2 separate regions of the Mus musculus genome follow, and region 2 is linked to region 1. Evidence: chromatin contacts called from public Hi-C data. All regions are on one chromosome and are shown on one strand. The core of a region is the stretch at or near the end of the contact, and the rest is flanking DNA. Distances in the headings are between cores, read along the strand shown.

Region 1 (4,073 bases), core at 406-2,905:
TGACTGCATTTAAACTCCACTTCACTAAAGGGAACCCATATCTGGTACTGCTAACAAGGTCAAGAACTTATGGCTAGATAGATCTAGAAAAGGTCTAAGAAAAATCTACTACTGTTTTCCTACTAAGTGGACAAAGTCTTCTACTGATTTACTGCTATATGCATAGATTAGTCCATCATACAATACTCAGCAGAGAAACTTCTTCTTGCAGTAGATAAGAATTAGCAGAAAGGTCAATAAGTACAGAATACAAACTTTGGTGTGCTCAGACCTAAACAGAAGGTTTAGATCACTCCCTTTCCTCAAGTCTTAAAAATATTCATGGATGAGGGGAAGAAAAGAGTTTTGTAAGATTTAGAGGTGGTAGATGACTTCATTTAGGCAGAAAAACAAGTTCTAGGGCTCTGCATAGTGGAGTGACTACACTCCACAATCATCTCATGTATTCACAAACAGTGAGAAGAGATAAGCTCAAAGCTTGACAAGACAGATGACAAAGTCACAGAAGCAAACTTACTTAGAACAAATAAACTTTACTTAGAATATGTATAAACCATGTTGAAATATCAACCTATGACACATCAACATATGCAGCGACTTGTTATTACAAATACCAGTATTGATTGACACCATTCATGACAGCTATTGTTACTCATGATATTAATTCAGAAAAATATATCACAGAAAAGCCAGTTATAACCAGACAATGATACGTATGGAGTCCAAAGTTTAAGATATTAAAAATAACTGTTAACAATAAAGTTATATGTGTTCATGGGGAGGGAAATGCACTTAAAAGCTGATCTATAGAAGAAGATGCATATGTGTTACTTCCTAATTATTGTGCCCTGACAAAATGTATAGGACTTCTCGGATTATGAAGATGCCCTATATCTTCATGGAACTGGGCTACATGAAAGAAAGCATTCCATAAAACACAAAATGGTTTTAAAAAGCAAGCATATAAAAAGATTGCTTTCACTTTTTAAGTGTCCTTTAATCAAATCCTTGACATCTATCTTGAAAATATTTTAAGTGTGTTAGGGCAAATGCAATGTATATTTAGAGTAATGGGAGCACATGCCTTTAGGTGGAGAAAGGAGACACCAATGACAAGGGGAGAGAGTGTGAAGTAGGATTGTTATAGGAGAGGTTAGAGGTTAGAGGTTAGAGGGACATGTCTTTTGAACAGTGGAGTGCAATGCCTTTGCCACATGCATAATCCAATGGCAATATGTACACTTGTGCACTCACTTTACAATAGTGAGAGATGGAATATGAGTGTGCATAGCAGGAGACAGGTCTGAACTGAACACAAAAAGACTTCAATGATTCCACCAATACATTTACAAAATGTTTTGATCAAATCTGAATTAAATACATTAAAAAATACCATATTCTACTTGCTCTCACTGAGAGCACTTAGTAGCAAGAACATAGTAATTACAACAAATGTCTGAATCCATTAAGCATGATCAGTAAAGGCATTAAGAGTTTGCTTCAGGGTCTTGACACTGACAGTGAAGTGACAACCTGTAAGAGCCTGTAACAACATGATGAATAAGGAGCCCCTGTCCTAGCAGACAGAGACACCATCAAGGCTCTTGTATGTGAGCTCTGAAGTACCCAGAACTGGAACAAATTGTGAAATTAGACAGGTTTCTAGTTCTGGGATTTCTAAGTCCAAATTGTGACAGGCTAGTGAACTAGAGCAGGGGGTAGGGGCGGAGCTATGTTCTTGCAAAAAAACAACAGAGAGATTAAAAGGTTATGACCCTAAATCTGTGTTGGGCAGAGGCTAGATTAGACACAGGACTTTCTGATAGTCTCAGCATCCTACATATTATCTGTTGGCTTCACAGAAGCAATATCAACTTCATCTTGTGCATTTTGCCAAGTGGTATTCTTCGCTGCTTCTCATCATGATCAATCCAGACATTCCCTGCACAGTATAATAGAGGAGTCTCAGTATTTGTACTGAGTCCTACTCAACATTTGTCGTTTATCGCAGAACATAAATCACAGGGAGAAGATGTTGGTTGGAGATCACTTTAGTAGACCAGGACTCCATTTTACTTGGACTGGACTACTGGGACTTGCTATGTACTGGTGTATCCAGTAGCCAAATAAACAAATTTGGTTTTGGAATATTTCATAAATGGCACTTTTGGAAAACTGTAGATCAATAGTCACTTCATACACATCGTATTTGGCAAGCGATATTTTGATGCCTGCCATTCCTATTGGGCTAGCAGACAATGTTATAATATTTAGATATGATACTGTCATACAGAAGCAAAAAGTAATTAATACATTTCCCAACTTCACCAATGCACACTGCGAAGTAGAGAAGTAGCTATCTCTCCTTGAGCCCTCTTTCCTGGAATCTATCATGCTCTTTGGAATTTAGCTTTGATTGCTTATGTGCCCATTTGTGCCTAAGAGGATAGGGGAGAATCTAGTGTCCAGGTGGGGAGTCTGTGGGAACAAATTCACAACAGCCTCTCATGGTTACCTGTAAGCCAGATCTCAGCAAGGCTGACCTGAAAAGCGTCAGAAGCTGAGCCTGAGCCAGGAGCAGAGCAGCTGAGGCTCCTCACCAGGGTCAGGAACTAGAATGTCTGCAGATACTGTGGTCAAGATAGCAAAAGTGGAGGAGGAAGCATCTGCACCTCCAGCCCTATTAACACCCCCCCCATTATTTGGTCATTTTTCTTGATACTTAATGTTAGACAGCTGTAATTGTTTCTTTAAGTGACTCCCAGTCATGCCAACCCCGATTTGGAGCAGATAGGGCAATTCTAACTCCAGGAGGCTGGACTGATGTTTTCAACTCAAGGTAAAGAGCATTTTCTATCCTCAGAACAACAGGTAAGAAAATCTCTTTTATGGCATTTTCCACCAATCTCTATGGACACCAATGACCAAAAGGGGTACATTAAAAGTACTATCTAGACATCAATATGAAAATTTGTTATTTTCATCTTAACTTGTGGGAATACTGTGGGAGAATGAATATGTCTAGTTATGACCATAAGGCAAATATAACAGAAATTAACAAACTCTTTGATCATGATTAGAAACTAGACATTCTGCTGTTTATACAATGGAGCAGGAAACAAAATCTTTCTATCATATTCTGTTTTTGGATCTCTGACCCAGCACTCTTCATCAAACCCGGGATCCATTGAGTACCTAACCCTTCTGTGTTTCTGTCTCTCTGTACAGATTTCCAAAAATGGGGACAAATGCCATTTTTAGAGAGTTATCTTTTACTTGGAGTACCATTATTAACCTGTGAAAGTCTTCACTCACCTGTCTCTGTCCCAGTGAATTGAAGTGACAGATGGCTCCCACACAGTGACCACTGTGCTGAGCACTGACTTTCTCTCCTGCAAGCACCAAGTCTTTTGTCCTTCTGAAGCTGTCTTCCTTTGTGTTGAGTATCAATTGACCTTCACAAATTCCAGTGATTTTCTGAGACCAGGGGCAGATGTTTGTCCTGGTACCTCTTGGGATAGAAATCCAACGAGAAATCTCGTAGGATCAATTAAAAAACACCTCTTGGCTTCATAAACCCCAAATCCCTGAAGACTGGTGTGGATGAGTGTGGTCAGAGGAATCTCATAGGTAGGAGCACTTCCTCCTCCACACTCCACACACATCTCCCAGAATCTCCTGGTATTCTCATGTTCTGTGCCAAAGGTCTCACCGTAGTATTAATTGACTCCTTTGAACTGGACTGAGAGTACTTCATGTAAACTGGATATATTCAATGGATTTATTCTAAGTATGTTCTACTTTCAATGCTTTCCTTCCAAGCCTTCAATATATCTTTATGAATTAATATTCTTTCAGTATGTCCAGTCCATTCTGTTTGCTACATTTTAAATCCTTGAGAATATATACACAGGTAGCATTACACAGACAGAATAGGCATATTTGATGAATACAGATGAATCCACACATATGCATTTAATAACTATTAATAAATAAAGCACAGCCATGAACTCACAGAAGAGTGGGGAAGGAATATATGGAAAGGTTTTGAGGTAGAAAGGGAGGACAGAAAT
Region 2 (4,073 bases), core at 1,074-3,573, 91 kb before region 1:
TGAGAAATTATGTAATCAATGATTAAAGTTTTTGAGTAGATGGTTTTGTAAGTTAAGCCTGTGAGGGACATAGATTGGCAGAGTAGGTAAAGCCATACTGAGATGTGCTTCCTTTCTGCCCTTTCTCTCATGAAATGAAACTAAAAAGTGTCCCATGTCTGATTCCTTCCTCACTACTCTTCTATCCACCTGTATCAGGCCCTGACCCTCACCTGGAGCTGGACTCCTCCATCCTAACAACATTTTTTTCTGGCTCAACTCAACTTCTCCTGGCTCAACATCACTCATTTTCAGTCTGCTCAGTCTCTTCTCTTCTTCAGTCTTCTTTCTTCCTGCACCACCTCTCTTCTCTAACTCTACTTTCTGACCATACTCTCCTGCCACCTGGACTCTACTCTCTTCTCCCTCAGCCTCTGCTGGCTTTTCATGTCCTTTACTGTTCTCAGAAGTCCAAGAGGCATGACTCTAAAGGTTATAGGGCCAAACAGTTCTAACAGTGAAGCATTCCCAAAGAGCCAGTTGACTAGCCACTGGGGATCCTTTAAAGGGCCAGGAACATAAAAACAAATCACACTACATTACAGGAATTAAAGTATGTTCAGAGAGATATGTCACTATGCAGATATGTAGATTGGAGATAGGATTAGTTATATATGCTAAGAAATTAGAGTAGAATTAGGTACTACCTGAAAAATTTCAGATAGAATGAGGAGTAACCAAGGAGCCTAAGTTCAGGAGGCAAAAACAGGTCATTTTTGTTTGATGAGGAAAGGTTGGGGGCATGGTATATAGAAGATTTTGAAGAACAGAACATGACAATGTATTGAGGGAGGGAGAAGATGCCAAGAATAGGTTATTAATTACCCCCACTTGTGATGGCTAATATTGATGATTCACTTAACAGGAACCAGAATCACCAGAGACAAGATTCTTGGTAGTCAGTGAAAGATTATCTAGATTACAGTAGTTAAGGTGGGAAGACCTGCCCTAACTATGGGGCATCACTATTCCATGGTCTAGAGACCCAGACTGTATAAGAGAAGAAAGTGAACTGAGTATGAACACTCATTGCTCTCTAATGTGGATGCCATGTGTCTATGTGGCACTTCTGCCATCACGTGTTTTCTGCCATGGTGAGCCAAACCCCAAACCTTTGTTATGTTGCTCCTGTTAGTTTATCAAAGCAACGAGAAAAGTTAGCTCATCCACTAACAGCGTGAGTAATTGGGAAAGAGTGATATTGACCATTGGGACAATAAAAAGGAGTAGTGGTAACTAAGCAAAGGCTGAGAGAAGCCAAGCTCTGTGGCGGTGTTGCCCTGGAATATTAACCTAGATGGGAGAAGAGCACGTCAGGAGCCTGAGGTGGTGGTTCTGAAAATGAGACATTTATTGATGACCCACAGACCCCTGAGGCCCAACCAAAATAACACAGCAGGGCCGACAATACAGTGCCATCACCTATGACTGAAGGCTCTTTTCTTTATTATGACAGCTGCCTCTGTACTCCATGGAGCTACTCTCAGTAAGGCAAGTGTGAGAGGAGCATAAGCCTGAAGGGCAGCTTGTGCATTTCCATCTGCAGCTTAAAAAGTTGCACACGTCTCCCATGGCTTGTAGGGTCTTATTTCCCAGTGTATAGATGGGCAGGTTCAAGGTAGGGCTCAGGACTGTGTACAGCACTGAAGACACTGCTACTTTCCAGGATGTCGTTTAAAGGGGTGCTGACACAAGCACAGAGCATGGATAAGCACTGCACAGGCTACTGGGTAGTGTGAGGTTGAGTTGCAGCCACAGGACTGTAGGGTCAGCAAGAAGTTGATACCTCCATAGAAGTCTTTGGCCATGAGAATCATGACGCTGTTTGCAGCCACATTATCAGACCAGTGTGCACAGATGCATTTAGTGCTCATATGGACCACATACCCATGGCTTAGTTCCCACAGCTGTGGGCTTATCCTAAAATTACAGTGCAGGGACAGCAGATGGCCACATCGTAGTCATAGCATTGACCATGAGCAGCAGCAGCTCAGAGGATGCAGACTGGACAAGGAAGAAGAGCTGGGCCATGCACTCCTTGAAGGAGATGGTGTTTTCCTCAGACACTAGGCTAACTAGGGCCTTGGGAAGCACCGATGAGGTACAGACAATATCCATGGTGGCCAGGTTGCACAGGAAAAAAGTACATGGTTCTGTGGAGCCCAGTGCTGGACTCCAGAATGATGTTTGCTGCATTGTCTGGGAATGCTATGGCGTAGAAAGACAGGATACAGCCAAGCAGGAGCATTCACCAACTCAGCTGTTCTGAGAACCGTTGCAACATGAGCCCAGTCACTATTGTCTGGTTGGCACTCGACATTAGCACTGAACAGCTCTGGATCTATTCCTGTGTCTACAAGCCTCGGAGACAAGGTCATAGTCCAAAACTTCAATGTCCGTTTTTCATACTTTACCACCTTAAAACTTAGTCTGTTGACATAAGGGGGTGGAGTGAGCGTGTTTCTCTCTTGGCAGCTTGTCTATCCATCACCCACCCCTTCTATTTATTTTCTAAACCCAATTTCCTTCATTTATTTATTTTTTTCAGTTTCTACCTTTGAAACTTTCATTGTTTAGATTTAGGTTCTCGCCATCGTGTAGTAGAGCATTATTTATTCAGAGCCTGTCTACTCTGTGATCTGCTCCTCCCAAGTTGTACTCTGGTGATGTTGTGAAGATGAATTTGTACCCTTCACCCTCAGAGCAAACATTCTCATAACCACCGGCACCTCTTGGAAAGACATGCTGAGATGTCTCTTGTAGACTCTGTATAACCTTGTCTCCTGGGATCTCACTCACTATCCTTTCTCCGATGTGTGCCCCCCACCCCCAAATGACTGTCACATATTGGATCAGGGTCTAAGGCAGCGGAGAGTATGGTGGGTATAGATAACAAGGAGACTGTCAGAGAACAGCTCCTTTATTGAAATAGAGAGGCTATATGATAGAGCTAGACTCAGGAGAGAGAGGAGAAAGGAAAAGGGAGGAAGTATTTCAGCAGGGGCAGGGACCTTCCAAGCATAACAGCTATATTAGCAGACTGCTGGTTACATGATTTCTGAGAAGCCAGTTCTCTGGCAGGGGAAACAAAGATTGAACTGGCTTTATCATTACTTGGTCTTTGTCTTTATGGAGTTGAGCAGGCACAAGCCTGATTTGGGTAGAGATCAGCCCTACTCCCACCATGTTTTCTGAGAGCTCTCCAGGGTATGGGCAGTGCTCATCTGGTTTGGGAACCCACACTCTGGTACTTCTGTGTGCTCTCTGGTTGCTCACATCTCTCTTCATAAACTCTGATACTTCTGTATGGTCTATTCTTGCCCACATCTCTCTTCATAAACTCGGGTCTTTTATAAGCCTTACTTTCTGTGATCCATCAGTCTTCCTGGTTGATTCTATCATTACCATGATGTATCTCAAATATGTTATCTCAGGGAGCCCTCCTCTCTGTCACAGGCCCGTGAACCCCAAAGTACTCTATGGCTTTTCTGCCTTTGTGCCTGGTAACCATTCTTGACTCAACAAGCCTATGGCTCATGGCATCACCACTTCCCAGAGCCTTTTCTGTGGGTTTTATATGCACTGTTAGCAGGCAGCTCATTCCTGTCATCAGTGTGTGAGGGGGGGGATGGTGATTGTTCTTCAGAGCATGGCTCAACTTTTCTGATAATCTTATTGTTTACCTTTACCAATAATAATAGTCTTTCCAGGAAATACCTGTGCGATGACCTGAGATCATCCACTGGCCTTTTCTCCATGAACACACACACACACACACACACACACACACACACACACACACACACACACACACCATTCTACCCCTACCAATCCTTCGTGTGACAATCCTTTGTGGTGCTATTTATCTGAAAATGCTCTCCATCGTTCACCCCTCTTTTACTCTCTGCAATCCCAATCCCTCATGATGTAGCACACGTGTGATGAGTTAGTCACTGGAGTTGTTCTAGCTAATGCAGTAAAACTCACCACTTCTGCACTTTTCCCTACTCTACCTTGTACTCTGTAAGCTTCCA

What was found. A called contact is a pair of places that touch in the nucleus more often than the background predicts.
Region 2: a Hi-C map of liver shows a contact between it and region 1, with 4 times the contacts expected there. The contact joins two enhancer-like sites. A contact is called at or near these places in 1 of 39 promoter capture datasets (liver), 2 of 484 Hi-C or Micro-C datasets (both in liver), 1 of 115 datasets of contacts at active chromatin or transcription factors (liver) and 2 of 9 other capture datasets (adipose tissue and pancreatic islet).

The regions. Positions count from the first base shown.
Region 1 is chr7:140,628,368-140,632,440 of GRCm38.p6, reverse strand. No RefSeq gene overlaps it. Among named protein-coding and RNA genes, the nearest start is that of Olfr61, 7.3 kb to the left of the region's middle. Within about 2 kb of position 1,655, at least 4 of the 459 cell types and tissues checked have an H3K27ac peak or open chromatin away from gene starts, as enhancers often do. A contact at or near this core is called in adipose tissue and liver, where this site is marked.
Region 2 is chr7:140,719,626-140,723,698 of GRCm38.p6, reverse strand. It overlaps the pseudogene Olfr542-ps1. Among named protein-coding and RNA genes, the nearest start is that of Olfr541, 17 kb to the right of the region's middle. Within about 2 kb of position 2,323, at least 5 of the 459 cell types and tissues checked have an H3K27ac peak or open chromatin away from gene starts, as enhancers often do. A contact at or near this core is called in adipose tissue and liver, where this site is marked.